Regions from separate parts of the Sus scrofa genome. Here all the other regions are linked to region 4. Evidence: chromatin contacts called from public Hi-C data. All regions are on one chromosome and are shown on one strand. Each heading gives the region's core, a stretch centred on a gene start, on an enhancer-like site or on the middle of the called end of the contact. The rest is flanking DNA. Distances are from core to core; before and after follow the strand shown.

The links. A called contact is a pair of places that touch in the nucleus more often than the background predicts.
Region 1: a contact with region 4 is called in a Hi-C map of liver, with 3 times the contacts expected there. The contact joins the promoter of GTPBP3 here to the promoter of OCEL1 in region 4. A contact is called at or near these places in 3 of 47 Hi-C or Micro-C datasets (heart right ventricle, liver and skeletal muscle) and 1 of 2 datasets of contacts at active chromatin or transcription factors (alveolar macrophages).
Region 2: a contact with region 4 is called in a Hi-C map of liver, with 2.8 times the contacts expected there. The contact joins the promoter of MYO9B here to the promoter of OCEL1 in region 4. A contact is called at or near these places in 3 of 5 promoter capture datasets (fetal liver, fetal skeletal muscle and liver), 17 of 47 Hi-C or Micro-C datasets (adipose tissue, alveolar macrophages, blood and 9 more) and 2 of 2 datasets of contacts at active chromatin or transcription factors (alveolar macrophages and skeletal muscle).
Region 3: a Hi-C map of skeletal muscle shows a contact between it and region 4, with 7 times the contacts expected there. The contact joins the enhancer-like site here to the promoter of OCEL1 in region 4. A contact is called at or near these places in 4 of 47 Hi-C or Micro-C datasets (heart right ventricle, liver and skeletal muscle) and 1 of 2 datasets of contacts at active chromatin or transcription factors (alveolar macrophages).
Region 5: a Hi-C map of liver shows a contact between it and region 4, with 7 times the contacts expected there. The contact joins the promoter of DDA1 here to the promoter of OCEL1 in region 4. A contact is called at or near these places in 6 of 47 Hi-C or Micro-C datasets (embryonic fibroblasts, fetal liver, heart right ventricle and 2 more) and 1 of 2 datasets of contacts at active chromatin or transcription factors (alveolar macrophages).

The regions. Positions count from the first base shown.
Region 1 is chr2:60,353,955-60,356,654 of Sscrofa11.1, reverse strand. GTPBP3 (tRNA modification GTPase GTPBP3, mitochondrial) reads left to right here and starts at 1,252. Exons shown (of 8, transcript XM_021083561.1): 1 at 1,252-1,403; 2 at 1,743-1,996; 3 at 2,107-2,489; 4 at 2,639-2,700. The coding sequence starts at 1,351.
Region 2 is chr2:60,566,036-60,568,735 of Sscrofa11.1, reverse strand. MYO9B (unconventional myosin-IXb) reads left to right here and starts at 1,257. Exons shown (of 42, transcript XM_021083575.1): 1 at 1,257-1,359. It overlaps HAUS8 (HAUS augmin-like complex subunit 8), which reads right to left and starts at 1,161. Exons shown (of 11, transcript XM_021083576.1): 1 at 893-1,161. The coding sequence starts at 921.
Region 3 is chr2:60,516,425-60,519,124 of Sscrofa11.1, reverse strand. The region is part of intron 3 of MYO9B (unconventional myosin-IXb); the gene reads left to right. Among named protein-coding and RNA genes, the nearest start is that of MYO9B, 50 kb to the left of the region's middle. Within about 2 kb of position 1,409, at least 35 of the 83 cell types and tissues checked have an H3K27ac peak or open chromatin away from gene starts, as enhancers often do. A contact at or near this core is called in alveolar macrophages and skeletal muscle, where this site is marked.
Region 4 is chr2:60,443,646-60,446,345 of Sscrofa11.1, reverse strand. It overlaps OCEL1 (occludin/ELL domain-containing protein 1), which reads left to right and starts at 1,330. Exons shown (of 6, transcript XM_003123490.4): 1 at 1,330-1,452; 2 at 1,794-1,970; 3 at 2,100-2,287. The coding sequence starts at 1,384.
Region 5 is chr2:60,375,592-60,378,291 of Sscrofa11.1, reverse strand. It overlaps DDA1 (DET1- and DDB1-associated protein 1), which reads left to right and starts at 1,306. Exons shown (of 5, transcript XM_021083567.1): 1 at 1,306-1,459. The coding sequence starts at 1,457. MRPL34 (39S ribosomal protein L34, mitochondrial) reads left to right here. Exons shown (of 2, transcript XM_021083568.1): 2 at 1-388.

The DNA of each region.
Region 1 (2,700 bases), core at 3-2,502, 90 kb after region 4:
GCATAGCCTGGCAGCTGTAACTCCGATTCGACACCTAGCCCAGGAATCTCCATATGCCGCGGGTGCGGCCCTAAAAAGCAACAACAACAATAATAATATTACAGTCCTCCTAGTTAAATGTGAATTTCGGATAAATGAATAAATTTTCAGTATGTCCCAAGTATTGCATGGGATATAGTTACACTAAAACGTTACTCATTGTTTATCTGAAATTCACATTTAACTGAGTGCCCTGTATTTTGCCTGTCACTTGGACCTCCCGACCACCCTGAATGGCCTCCTCCATTAGACTGAAAAGCCAGCGCGCGCAGAGTCCCAGGCAAATTCTGTTCTCACACAGTAGGCACTTGATGTATACTTTCGACAGACAGAACTCGGAGACGGCGAATGTCATCGTTTGCCCTTCTTTACAAATGAAAAAATTGAGCAGAGCGAGGCATGGGGTCTTTAGACCTGTATCCTGTTCGTCTTCCCAAAGTATATGAGCGCCGCCCTCCCGCTCCGTCCTAGAACCAGAGAATTAGTCGTGCGAAAGCGTCCTGCTGAGATCCCACCCGTCCGGTGCCTGGAATTCCACCATCTGCGCTTTATTCCATCAGCCGCCGCTGTCCTGGGTTAACCTGAAAGTAATCTCTGAGACTCCCCTCTGGCTTTCGGGGAGCCATAGACCAACCGAACACTCAACTCTGCAGCAGCAGACCTGGGCCAGAGTAGCCCAGAGGGGCGAGAGGACTGTGCTGGGGGTTCTAGGGAAGCTTCCTGGCAAAGGGGACCTTGGAGCTAGGCACTGAGGCTGAGCTTGTCAGAGGAAGAAGGGTATACGAGGCCATGGAGACAGCGGGAGGAAATCTAGGGAGGGGTGAGAACTGTAGAGTTCCGAGAAAACTAGAAATCTTCCCAGAAGTATGGACAAGATTTTCCCAGGGTCAGTGCATAGGTTCCCCGGAATTCTCTCCCGGTCACTGAGATGCTCTTGCTTCGCCTAAGGCTATGTAGTGGCCAAACGGGACTCAAATCCTTTCTTCTCCATAATTCCCACCGCCCTAAGCCAAGCCCTGTTCTTACCCCCACCCTCTTTTCCGGTATCTCAGATCCCTGCTGCTCTAGGATCCCAAAAATTCTGTCTAATGTTGCAGGGGGAACACCATTTAGCTGCACCCGGAGTGCTAGCACCCTGTCCTTTCCTGGAATCAGCCAATAGAAGCTAAGATCTTCAGTGGGTGGGCGGTACGTCTTCTACGGGGCCCAATGGTAACCGAGAATTGTTGAGCCCTTTACGGATCACGCCGCGAGGTGGGCGGGGCTAGCCCCGGCTGGGCGCTGCCAAGGCTGGTCGCTGATTGTGAATCCATGTGGCGGGTACTATGGACCCTGGTAGCCCGGGCGGCACGTGGGCCTCTCAGGTGGGGCTTCTCACTTGGGGGAGGGGGTGTGACGGCGTAGGGCGCTGCTTGGGGCCCAGATCCTCTCCCTAGGATCTGGAGGTCCAGTTCCCTTTGGCAGAGCCGTATTTTTGGTCTTCTTCCAAGGCTCTGTCCATCCCCCTGCCGCAGAGCCCACATGTGGATCAACTTCTCTCAGACATCTCTATTCAGTCATCTTACGGCCTCAAACCTTCCAATCTTTTCATCCCCCCGGCCGCAGAACTTACACTTGGGGCATCTCCTGACCATCTAGCCTTCGATCCACCTGCCACTCTGGCGGCAGAGTTTCTCAGAACACTGACTCTCCTCCTCTTCCAGTTCCAGGCCGTGCCCGCGCCAGAGCAGTGGCGCCCCGGCCCTGGGTCCCGGGTCCACTATCTTCGCACTGAGCTCTGGCCAAGGCCGCTGCGGCATCGCTGTCATTAGAACCAGCGGCCCAGCCAGCGGGCACGCCCTCCGGAGCCTTACGGCGCCCCGGGACTTACCCCCGGCCCGCAAAGCCTGCCTGCGCCTCCTCAGCGACCCCTGCTCTGGGGAGCCTTTGGACCGCGCGCTGGTGCTTTGGTTTCCAGGTGAGGGACTTCAGATCTGCAACCTCATATAGCTTCTATGACCCAACTTCCTCCTTCCGGACTTTTACCCAGGTGGTATCCTCCTGACACCTATCTCCTCACCATACTAGGTCCCCAGAGTTTCACCGGTGAGGATTGCGCGGAGTTCCATGTGCATGGAGGCCCAGCTGTGGTGAGTGGTGTCCTGCAGGCCCTGGGTGAGTCTGCAGCCTTGGGTTTAAGGTGTGGCTATATACCAGTGGGCCTGGATAGGAACCAAAAGGGGCTTAGGACCCTGAACCTTCCTGCAGGCAGTGTGCCAGGGCTGCGGCCAGCAGAGGCAGGCGAGTTCACCAGGAGGGCATTCGCCCATGGGAAGCTGAGCCTGACTGAGGTAGAGGGGCTGGCAGATCTGATCCATGCAGAAACTGAGGCGCAGCGGCGGCAGGCCTTGAGGCAGCTGGACGGGGAGCTGGGCCACCTCTGCCAAGGCTGGGCAGAGACCCTCACTAGGGCAAGTACACCATTTGCTCATCACTTGCCTGTCTAACCTGCATGAGAGCTTCCTGTGAGCCCAGTCGGGCACCTTGGGCCGGGCCAGACCTGGGCACACTGGGGGGTGGGTTCCTGGGTGATCACACTACCCAAACTCACCTCTTTCAGGCTCTGGCCCATGTGGAGGCCTATATTGATTTTGGTGAGGATGACAACCTAGAGGAGGGCGT
Region 2 (2,700 bases), core at 8-2,507, 120 kb before region 4:
AATACCTAACAGTTGACCTGCTTTATCTTCATTTTCCAGACAAGGACTGTAGGTTTATACAGGTCATATAAACTTTGTGCCTGTTTTTTCAGGCTTTGCCTCCTTGAAATATTCTTGCTTTCAATCGATTCAAGAATTAGGGCGATTTTGCTTCTAGCATCCAGCTGGTCTAGGGGCTAGGATTCCTGATTTTCACCCAGGCTGCCCAAGTTCAATTCCTGAGCAGTTAAGATCTAACTTCAAGTCATTAGTCACTCCTGTCTCTCCGAGATCAGGTGGAGGAAACAAAAGTGATTTCACATGGCCTACTCAATTTTAATTCACACAGGCACAAAAGACATTGTGGAATGAACAAATAAACACAGCCCAGGAATCATGCCTGGCACCAGGGAAATGTTACCTAACCCTAACCCTTGCTCTTGCTGTGTGGGCCTGAGCAAATGACCTTCCCTCCCTAAAACTCCATCATCTCCTTTGTCCACTGCAAAATGATAATTGTAATAACAAAGGACCACTTTTAGGGTCCAGTCACTGTTTTAAACGCTTTGAAACCACCCACTAAGCCTACAAGGTTGAGCGGTAGCGTCATCAGCCCGCGGAGGAAAGCGAGGCAAAGAAGTTTAAGCCACTCGCCAGAGATGACCCAGGATCTAGCAGGCTTGACCAGGGACTCGAACTCAACCTCTGGTCCTGAGCCCACGCTGCAGGGCATGCGCATGGGCTGCATCCCACCTCCCAGAACCTACGCATCCTCCATGGTTCTCGGACGGGTCAGATCCGGACTCTCCCCGAGGACCCTCGCTCCCCAACTCTGCTGCCCTTCTGTCCCTAGCGCTCGACCATGGCCCTCCACTGGCACCCACAAATCCAGACCCGCAGCATCTCAACTCACCCAGCGCCACGCCCCGAGGTATCCGCCATTTTCCCGCCTTCAACTCAAAGGCCTGCTCTTCAAGTCCGCGCCCGCGCCCCCGCCCCCACCTCGACCAGGCCACATTGAGACGCCTCAGGAGGGGTTGCCGCGGGCCGTGATGAGTGTGGCTGTAGGCAGAGCGGGCGACTCCTCCGCGTGCGCCTCTCTGCCTTCCCCTCACACTTGGTTTCGCCCACCAGTGGCAGGGGGCGGTGGCATGGGCCGGTGGCAGGGGCCGGGTCGGAAGTGATGGGCGTGGTTTAGGGGTCCCCGCCCCCTAGCGCGCTGGCGTCACGCCCCCCGGACCCCGCCCCTCCGGAACCCGGAAGCGGGAGCGCGCGGGGGAGCCGCGGGCGCGGCGGGGCGGAGCGGCCCGAGGAGCAGCGGGCTGGCTGCCGGGCGGGGATCCGGCCCGGGACCGGCGGCGCGCGGCGGCCGAGGCCCAGGTGAGTGCCGGGCGGCCGCGGGTTGAGTGTTCGATCTTGAAGCTCTCATCGGCGGGCTGCCTTGTGGAGGGACGGATCTGAGGGTTATTGGGGGGGCGCGAAGGCAGGGGTCTAGGGGGCGGGAACGAGCGTGGGTGTCGCGGAGGGTTTGCAGGAGACGGAGTGGGAATGGGAGGATGAAGGAAAGTTGATGTGATGAGTCTGGTGAAGGAGTTTTTGGGCGGGTGTGGAGGCAGATCTTGTGGCTTTGAGCAGCTTCTCTGTGGAGGACGTGGCTTAAGTGGTAGTTGGAGGGTCGCAGGAAATGGGGCTGGGAGGGGGAGAGGCAAAGAGGCGGGGTTGAGAGGCCCAAGCTGGGGGTTGAGAGGAGCGAGGCCGCTGGGGGAACAGTCGGGGTGCGATTGGGAGGGAAGGGGTGCAGGACGGCCTGGGGGCGTCTTCCTGCGGTTGAAGAGGTAGAGGAATAGTGCCTGAGGGAGGGCAGTGCCTAGGACTCAGTGGTTGCTCAATAAACGCGAGGGGTTCTGAACCCAGTGGTACGGTGGCTGGCCGAATTGGTAAGAGGAGAAATGGGGGAGGGGAGGAGAGGCAGAAGCGGGGGTAGAAGTCAAGGCAAGAAACAGCTGAGGTCCGGTCCAGGGAGCGCCTGGGGAGGAGGGGAGGAAGGAAAAGACTAAAGGAAATGAAAGGACTAAAGTGGCCCGGTTCCGATGTTGGGGTGCAGCCCATGGAGATTCGAGGGCCTTCCTGTCCCCCTCTTGATTCATCTTATTCCTGACTTTGCCCCCAACTGCTGGGTGAGCCAGGCTAGTCCCAGCGCCTTCTGGGTGGTATTCAGGACTTGAAAACCCAACACTCTCCTCCTAAGACAGGGCTGGCCAGAGCCCGGGGGTTCTAGAGAGCAAGGAAGGTGCTATTGGGCCCGCTATGGGACCGGAACTGGGTTTCAGCGGGGAGGGGGGTGGGTGTGCACAGAACCCGCATGTGCTAAGCTGTCACCACCTCCTCCGAGTTGCATCCTTGGACTTAAATGGGTAAAACGACATACAGGAAATCTGTCCCCCAGCGGCTCTGAGCTTGCTCAGCCTGGGAGAGGCATAGCAGCCAGCAGGCGCCCTGTAGGCCAGGGGTCTTTAAGGGAAAGCCTCTCCTGTACCTCTTTGTCTGAGGTGGGAGCTGGTGGGAAGATTGTGCCTTACACTTGGTGGGTACCCGCTCCTTTCTTCCTGAGGTATATTCTGGTCTTGGAGTCTCCAGACTCTTTAGGCATCCAGGAGCAGTGGGAGGTGACATGGGCAGCCAGAAAGTTGTGTCCGATATGCCTGGGTCTGGTGGGGGCCT
Region 3 (2,700 bases), core at 160-2,659, 73 kb before region 4:
GGGTTCGATCCCTGGCCTTGCTAAATGGGTTAGGGATCTGGCGTTGCTGCAAGCTGTGGTGTAGGTTGCAGACATGGCTTGAATCCCAAGTTGCTGTGGCTGTGGTGTAGGCCCACAGCCACAGCTCTGATTCGATCCCTACCTAGCCTGAGAACTTCCATATGCTGCAGCTGTGGCCCTAAAAATAAAAGGAAAAAAAAAATCTTTTGCAGGGAGTTCCCTGTTGGCTCAGCAGGTTAAAGACCTGGTGTTGGAGTTCCCATCGTGGCACAAAGGAAACAAATACAACTAGGAACCATGAGGTTGAGGGTTCAATCCCTGGCCTGGCTCAGTGGGTTAAGGACCCGGCATTGCTGTGAGCTATGGTGTAGATCGCAGATGTGGCTCGGATCTGGCGTTGCTGTGGCTGTGGCGTAGGCCGGTGGCTACAGCTCCGATTCTACCCCTAGCCTGGGAACCTCCATATACTGCGGGTGTGGCCCTAAAAAGACAAACAAACAAAAAAGACCTGGGGTTGTCACTCCTGTGTCACAGGTTCAGTCTCTGGTCAGGGAACTTTTGCAGGCCACGGGTGTGGCCAAGAAAATTTTAAAAGGTAAAAGAAAGAACTTTTTGTGTGTGTGTCTTTTTAGGGCTGCACCTGCGGCATGTGGAAGTTCCCAGGCTAGGGGTAGAATCGGAGCTGTTACAGCAACGCCAGATCCAAGCCACGTCTGCAACCTAAGACACAGCTGATGGCAATGCCAGATCGCTGACCCACTAAGCAATGCCAGGGATCGAACCTGCATCTTCATGGGTAATAGTCAGATTTGTTTCCGCTGAGTCAGGACGGTAACTCCAGAAAAAACTTTTTTCAGTCTCCCAAAAGAACCTCAAAGGCAGAGGCAATTGGAAGAGAGTCAGACATCCCTCAGTGCTCTTGGCATCTTTGGCAGAGTGGGGGAGCCACCTGGGGGGTATCAGAAGAGGAAAGTGCTTCTTTGTTCATTTTACCTAGAAACCCTAACTGGGGGCGGAGGTGAATTATAGGGTCATCTCTTTATGGTTTTTTCCTTTTGCTGGGTAAACTTGTAGTGTGGCTCTGTATCTTTTTTTCCAAAGCATGTAACTTGTATTAGAAACATGTCTTTTATATTAAAAAAAAAAAAAAAAAAAAAAAGGCGGGAGGAACATTTCTGAGCAAGCCAGAGGCCCTTCCCAAATAACACTTTGCCAGGGCTGTGGCTTTTCTGTGTGTGATGAGAAGACAGCACGAGCACGTGGCCTCCCCGCCCCAGTGCCAGATCACATCACACCGCTGCTGGCACCGGTGTCCCACTTCCTCCTCTCCCATCCATCCTCAGCTCCACATGACCCACCAGCCACACCAGCCACCCTGGAGCTTGGAGGCCACACACACCCCTGGCTACACAATAGCTCTCCTCGCTTCGCTTCAAGCGCCAGGCCAGCATTTCCTCTCCTCCGACGGACGGACGTATAATAGCACCAACCGGATATTTTTAGATCAGCTTTGAAAAGTCTCAGTGTGTGGAGACCGCATACCAGACGCATGAGGTCACTGGGCCCCCGCGCTGGTAATCGCAGAACCAGAGAGCTGGTGGGCTCTCACATCCCAAAGACATTCCCTCTTGTCCCCAGGATCCCAGGCCAGGCTATTGCTTTAGAAATCGCCACAGCGGCTTGTCCTGAATTCGGAAGGAACCGCTATGGTTCTTCCGGATGTGAACATGCATTTCTGGGGTGTCTCCACGGCAGGCCTGGAACCCCAGGCACTTCAGGGACTGAGCACTGGCCCCTGGAGAGAGCCCGCATTGGGTGGGACGTCCCTTCACCATCTGTTTGTAGTTAGGACAGCCAGGACTTCACATGCTCGTTTGTGGGTGCTCCTTTTATCACAGAGCAGTCCTGCCCTCAGCTCAGCCATCACCCTGCAGGATCTGGAAGGAAAGGAGGAGACAGATCTGCTGTCTGCTTTTCCCAGTGCAGCAGCTCAAGAGCCAGAAGCTAGCTTCACCCCAGAAGCTAAAACTAGCAAAAGTAGGAGATTAAACCTGAAAGGAGTTCCCGTTGTGGCTCAGTGGGTTAAGGATCTAGTGTTGCCTCATGCTGCAGCGTAGGTTGCAGATATGGCTGGGATCTGGCCTTGCTGTGGCTGTGGTGTAGGCCTCAGCTGCAGCTCCAATTCAACCCCTAGCCCAGGAACTTCCATATGCCACAGGTACGGCCATAAAAAGAAAAAGGAAACCTGGAAAGACAGTTTTCTTCCCCCAGGGTACCCCTCAGCGCCTGCAACTCACATGGGGGCCCTCATTATAGGAGGGGGCCCAAGACCACCCAACCCTGCAAATCCCTCTTACCCCTGTCTGTACATTAGCAGAGCTTCTCAAGCCTGGCAATTTGGCTATCACTGGGGACATTTGGGGTTGTCAAAGATGCCACTGGCATCTGGTGGGTTGAGGCCAGGGATGCTGCTCAAAACCCTGCAGTGCCAAGAACGGCCCCTCCCCAGAGATTGATCCGACCCCAAGTAGCAGCTGTGCTGAGGCCGGGAACCCTGCACCAGGTTCCCCAGACACTTGGGAGAGCAGGGCAGACTGAGGCCCAGCCCCCAGCAGCTGGCCAGTATCTCAGTCACACCAGGTCCTGGTGAAGAAGAGGGAGTGTGGGCTCAAGTCTGGGTTCTGTCTCCATAAGGCCATG
Region 4 (2,700 bases), core at 81-2,580:
ACAGGAAACTGTGATACCATTTGGTTTGCAAAGATTGTGGGAAAACCAGCTGATTAGAACATCAGTAGCACAGCCTCACTGAAGAGCCACTTGACAGTATTTTCTTTCTTTCTTTCTTTCTTTTTTTTGATGGAAGTTACCAGGCTAGGGGTTGAAGCAGAGCTGTAGCTGCTGGACTACACCACACCATAGCAATGCCAGATCCAAGCCACGTCTGTGATCTACAGCACAGCTCATGGCAACATCAGATCCTTAACACGCTGAATAAGGCCAGGGATACAATATCTTTCCAAATTATAATACCCAGGTCCCTTTGCCCAGGCAATTTCACTTCTAGGCATTTATCCTACACAATCTTCCATAATTGGCCAAAGAAATGTGCACTGAAATATTCTTTCTACATATTGTCTGTAGTAGTGAGGAACATTTATTTGTTACTGAATTAAGATATATCCAGAAGGAGACACTATTAACTGCTGCCTCAAGGGATAAAGATGGGTGAGAGTAGTTCCCTTTGTGATTCAGCGATAATGAACCTGACTAGTATCCATGACGACGTGGGTTCCATCCGTGGCATTGCTCAGTGGGTTAGGGATCTGGTGTTGCCACAAGCTGTGGTGTAGGTTACAGATGAGGCTTGGACCTGGTGTTGCTGTGGCTGTGGTGTAGGCCAGCAGCTTCAGCTAGGATTCAACCCCTAGCCTGAGAACTGCCATATGCCACGGATGCAGCCCTGAAAAGACAAAAAAAATTAAGATGGGTGAGAAATTCGCTTTGCCCTAAGCATCTTTTCTACTTGAATTTTCTTATCTTTTTTGTCTTTTTAGGTACACACCCTCAGCATATGGAAGTTCCCAGGCTAGAGGTCGAATTGGTAGTTGCAGCTGCTGGCCTACACCACAGCCACAGCAATGCAGGACGGGAGGCGCCTCCTGTACCTAACACCGTAGCTCACGGCGACACCAGAGCTTTAACCCCCTGAGCATGGCCAGGGATCGAACCCATATTCTCAAGAATACTAGTCGGATTCTTAAGCCACTGAGCCACAATGGGAACTCCCCTATTTAAATTTTCTATGCAAGCTTCCAGTGATTATTTAAAGAAATAGTTTTAAAATATAATCACTGAGTAAATAGATAATTGCAAATTCTCCAAAACCACCAGTTTTTCAGACAAATAAACTGGAGGTCAGAGAGAGGGAGTCTGGCCCCAAATACACAGCAGGCAGTGGTCTCCGTTGGACTTGAACCTGAGTTTCAAGGGTGTGGGTCAACGTCCCCGTTCGACAGGCCCCGCCCCCTCACCGCCAGCCACACCCTGTACCGCCAGGCCCCGCCCCCGCCCTGCTGATCAACCGAGCCAGTTCAGTCCAGCCGGTAGTTAATGCACAACACGGACTCTAGCGCCTGTTCGGGAGCGGACCCAGACTCGGAGCCCCGGACACTGGGACAGGTGACCAGGGGAGGGAGTAGTTCCTACAGCCTGCAGTCGGGCCGGAGATCCCGAAGGTTTTGTTCCGCGCGAGGTCCTTGAGCTTCGCACACTCCTGCGGGAGAGGTTATGGCAATGGCAGCGCCGGGGTTAATAGAGCCAAACCTGGGCTGGGCGGTGACGTAACGGATCATTTGCATAGCGCTCTTCCGGGTTACGCACTCGGCGGAGGGGGTTTATGCAAATGAGGGCGGAGCTGGAGAACGTGCTAGCGGATGGAGAGTTTGGTGCGCCAAGATCCACCTCCTGTCTGTCCTTGCTATTTCACGGTCCTCCATGCGCGTCCTCTTCCGTGTCCACAGGCCGCGCGTCGACCGCCCCCGCCACGCGGGAGCCACGACTCTCCCCGAAGGACCCACTCACCGGCCCGGGGGCGCCCGAGCGGCGCCGCCCGGAAGCCGATGCCCACTCGGGAGCCCCTCCACACCTGCGGCTCCCGGGGAAACCTGCAGACCCACCCGCCTGGCCCTGGTCCCCCGGTGAGTCTGAATGGGAGGCGAGCCCACAGGCTGGACCTAGGCATAAGGATTCATTCCCCCCTGTTTAAGGGATCTCAGCTTCCCGATACCCTCATTAACTCCAAATCGTGATTCCTGCGGCGTCTTCAGCGACCGGTGCCTGGAAGCCTCAAACCCAGCGCGCCTCGCCCTCTGTGCCAGCCCCAGCCCGGAGCACACAGAACAAGGCCCAGGAAGATTGTATTTGAGGATGAGCTGCCCCTGGGCACCAAGAAGTCTATTAGAGCCGTCCCCAAGGAACAAATGCCTAGGCTCCACCCAGTTCCTGACTATGAGCTGTGAGTGTCTCTGCTGTGGTTCCTGATGCCTGGGAACAGGGAAGGAGTACTGAGGTTGGGGAGGGTGGTTGTTTTTTTTGTTGTTGTTTGTTAGTTCGTTTTCTTTTTTAGGGCTGCACCAGCAGCATATGGAAGATCCCAGGCTAGGGGTCAAATCGGAGCTGCAGCTGCCAGCCTACACCACAGGCACAGCAATGCCAGATCCGAGCCGCATCTGCGACCTATGCAGCAGCTTGCAGCTACTCGGGATCCTTAACCCACTGAGCAAGGTCAGGAATGGAACCCATGTCCTCATGGATAGTAGTGATATTACTTTTTTTTTTTTTTTTTTTTTTTTGCTTTTTGGGGACACATGTGTGGCATATGGAAGTTCCCAAGCTAGGGGTGGAATTGGAGCTACAGCTGCTGACCTA
Region 5 (2,700 bases), core at 57-2,556, 68 kb after region 4:
AGCCTGTGGCTGTTTTTGTGGAGAGCTGGAGAGCAGGACGACTGGGATTCGGACGGACATGAATATCCCTCACATTGGCCCAGGGGAAGAAATCTGGTATTATACTGGAAAAAGGAGTGGAAGTCAGACCTTGCCCGGTGCTTTTTTACGCTTTTGAATTAGGAAGAATTTCGAACTTAACGCAACAGTCTAGTGACCAATTACCCACAACCCATCCTGCCCCCTCCTGAGATGCAAATCTCAGGCGTCAGATTATTCTGTAAATATTTCAGAAGGCACCTCTTCAAGATAAGGGCTCTTTAATACATATTCACAAAACTTTTCACAGCTGAAAAAAAGTTATCAGTTCTTTTAGTCATTGAAAGTCTAATAAATGTTCACATTTTCACTTGTGTTGTAAAATGTCGTGATTCCCACGGTTCTAGGAAGGCTTGTGGAGAGTTGGGAGGGATATGAACCCAACCACCTGCCCCTTGGGGATGGGCTATGTGACTTTGAGCAAGACCTTAACTCTCTGAGGCTTATCTGGCTTCTACAAAATCAGGTGCTCGTTTCTCCCTTGCTGTGTTGTTGCTGGAGTAATAATACTAACTTCCCCTTAGTAACCTGAGGAGTACTTCCTCAATAAATCCTTGTTCTGTCCAGGCTGTCAGGCTGGTGAGGAGTTGGGAGGTAGATTCGTACGCAGGCAGTTTGGACATAGTGGAGTCAGGGCTGGTAAGAGGGTGGTGAGGGCTATGGGGCCATGAGGAAGCACCCGACTTGGCATTGGGAAGAACACAGGGAAGGCTTCCAGGAAGAGATGGCAGGGTGTGGGAGGGCCGAAGGAAGGAGGGACTAGAGAGGGGTCAGCATAAAAGGTGGACGAATTTGGCTGGAGGGGCCCAGGATATGGGGCCGAGGAGGTGGGACTGAACCCTTGGGGTAATGAGGAGTCACGGGAAGTGTTCGAAGAAGAGTCTGGGTTGTCAGTTCAAAGATAATTCAAGCAGCTAGTGTGGAATAGCTTAGATATGCTGAAACCTAAGATTGGGACCCTGGGGAGGAGGCTGAGAGTGTCATGGTGGGTCCCCACCTCCGGGACCTCCAGGTGCCGCAGACTACAAATTCCAAGAGGCTTTGGGGGCAGCCTCCGCCCACTTCCGGAGTTCGCTGCCCCTCTCTTGCAATTCCCGGGCGGGGTTTTGCTCCCTCAACCGAACTTGACCACGAAGGGAGGAGGCGTGACGTCCAATGGGCGCGTGACTTAGTTAGATCAGGCCAATGGGAGCGCGCAAAGACCTTATAGCCTAGAGGCGGGGCTAGAGGGCGGACCAATGACGGACGGGCGGCCACACCATCAGTGTGGGCTGTGCGGTGGCTGGAAGTTACTGTGCGGCGGCGGCTAAGAAGGCGGCTGTGGTGGCGGCGGCGGCAGCAGAGACGGTGGCTGAGGAGGCGACGGAGGAAACAGAAGATGGTGAGGGTGGCTGCCGGGGCCGTACTCCCCCCTTCTCTTGACAAAATGGCGCCGCGGGCCCACCCACCCCCAGTAATCCCCCTGGCCCCTCACCGTCCTGCCTGGCCCCCTCTAGCCCGGCCCGCCCCTCCCTTTGACCCGTGCCCTTCGACCCCTAGACCCCTGCTGCGAGCTTCCTGCTGACCTCGCCCTGGCTCCATCTCCGACCCCTGACCCACCTAAGCTTTCAGGCCCTGACAAGTCATTCATTTCCGGGTCGCGGTCCCCCCGGAAATAGCCTAGGGGTGGGTATGGGGTCCCCCAAGACCCCCATCTCAGGTCCCGTTCTCCGCGCGGTAGGCCTGGGCTTTTCCAGTTTGAGAGGGCTTAGGAGGCCGGCCTGAGCGTCGGGGCGGGGAAGGGGCTTGATGCCTTGACGTGCGGGGCTTTGTCGCCAAAGGAAGTGCGACATCGCAAACTGCCCCAGTCCCCCGACCCCACCTCCAGATTTCTGCCCTGACCAGCTCTAAGAGGGAGTAACTTCGTCTCTCCAATCACCAGGCCCTACCTCTGTTAAATGGGGGTAGCAATAGTTCAGACCTCATACGATTGCGATAATTTAGGGAACTGACGTCTTAAAGAGCTTGGGATGGTGAACGCTCAACAGATGAGCTGGGTTACTCAGGGATGTTGACATCCCCTCTCAGCTGTCTCCTCATCTTGAAGTTGGGTTAATGCCAGCTCGTGGTTGGGAGGTTAAAATCCCCCCTGGGCCGCTCACTCATCCTGGGATTTGGGTCTGATGGTTCTTTGGGGTTTCCTGTCTCCACCTGTGAAGTGTGACACAGCCTCAGAGTTGGGTTGAAGCCCCCTCCGTTCCCCACACTACTTGACATCTTCAGGGCTGACAGGGGTAATGAAAGCTTTTGTCAGGGCAAGTCAAATCCCATTGGTCCTGGACTCAGGGTCCCAGCCCACAAGCCACAGTCCTTGGGGTGTGGTGGGGGATGGGCAAAAGAAGACTTCTTGTCACAAAGGGTATAGGAAACTGATAAGTGCATTCCTAGCACGTGGATCCCCAAGCCTGGGTGTTGTCCTTGATTCCTTGCTGCAGCCTCATTGCCCACGCCCAGACCATAGTGGGTTTTGTTGGCTCTGCCTCCAGAATGAATTCTAATTTTGTCCTTGGCTCCCCACCCTGGTCCAGGCACCTCTACCTCTCACCTGAACACCTGCTGCAGCCTCCTCCCTGGTCTCCTTCT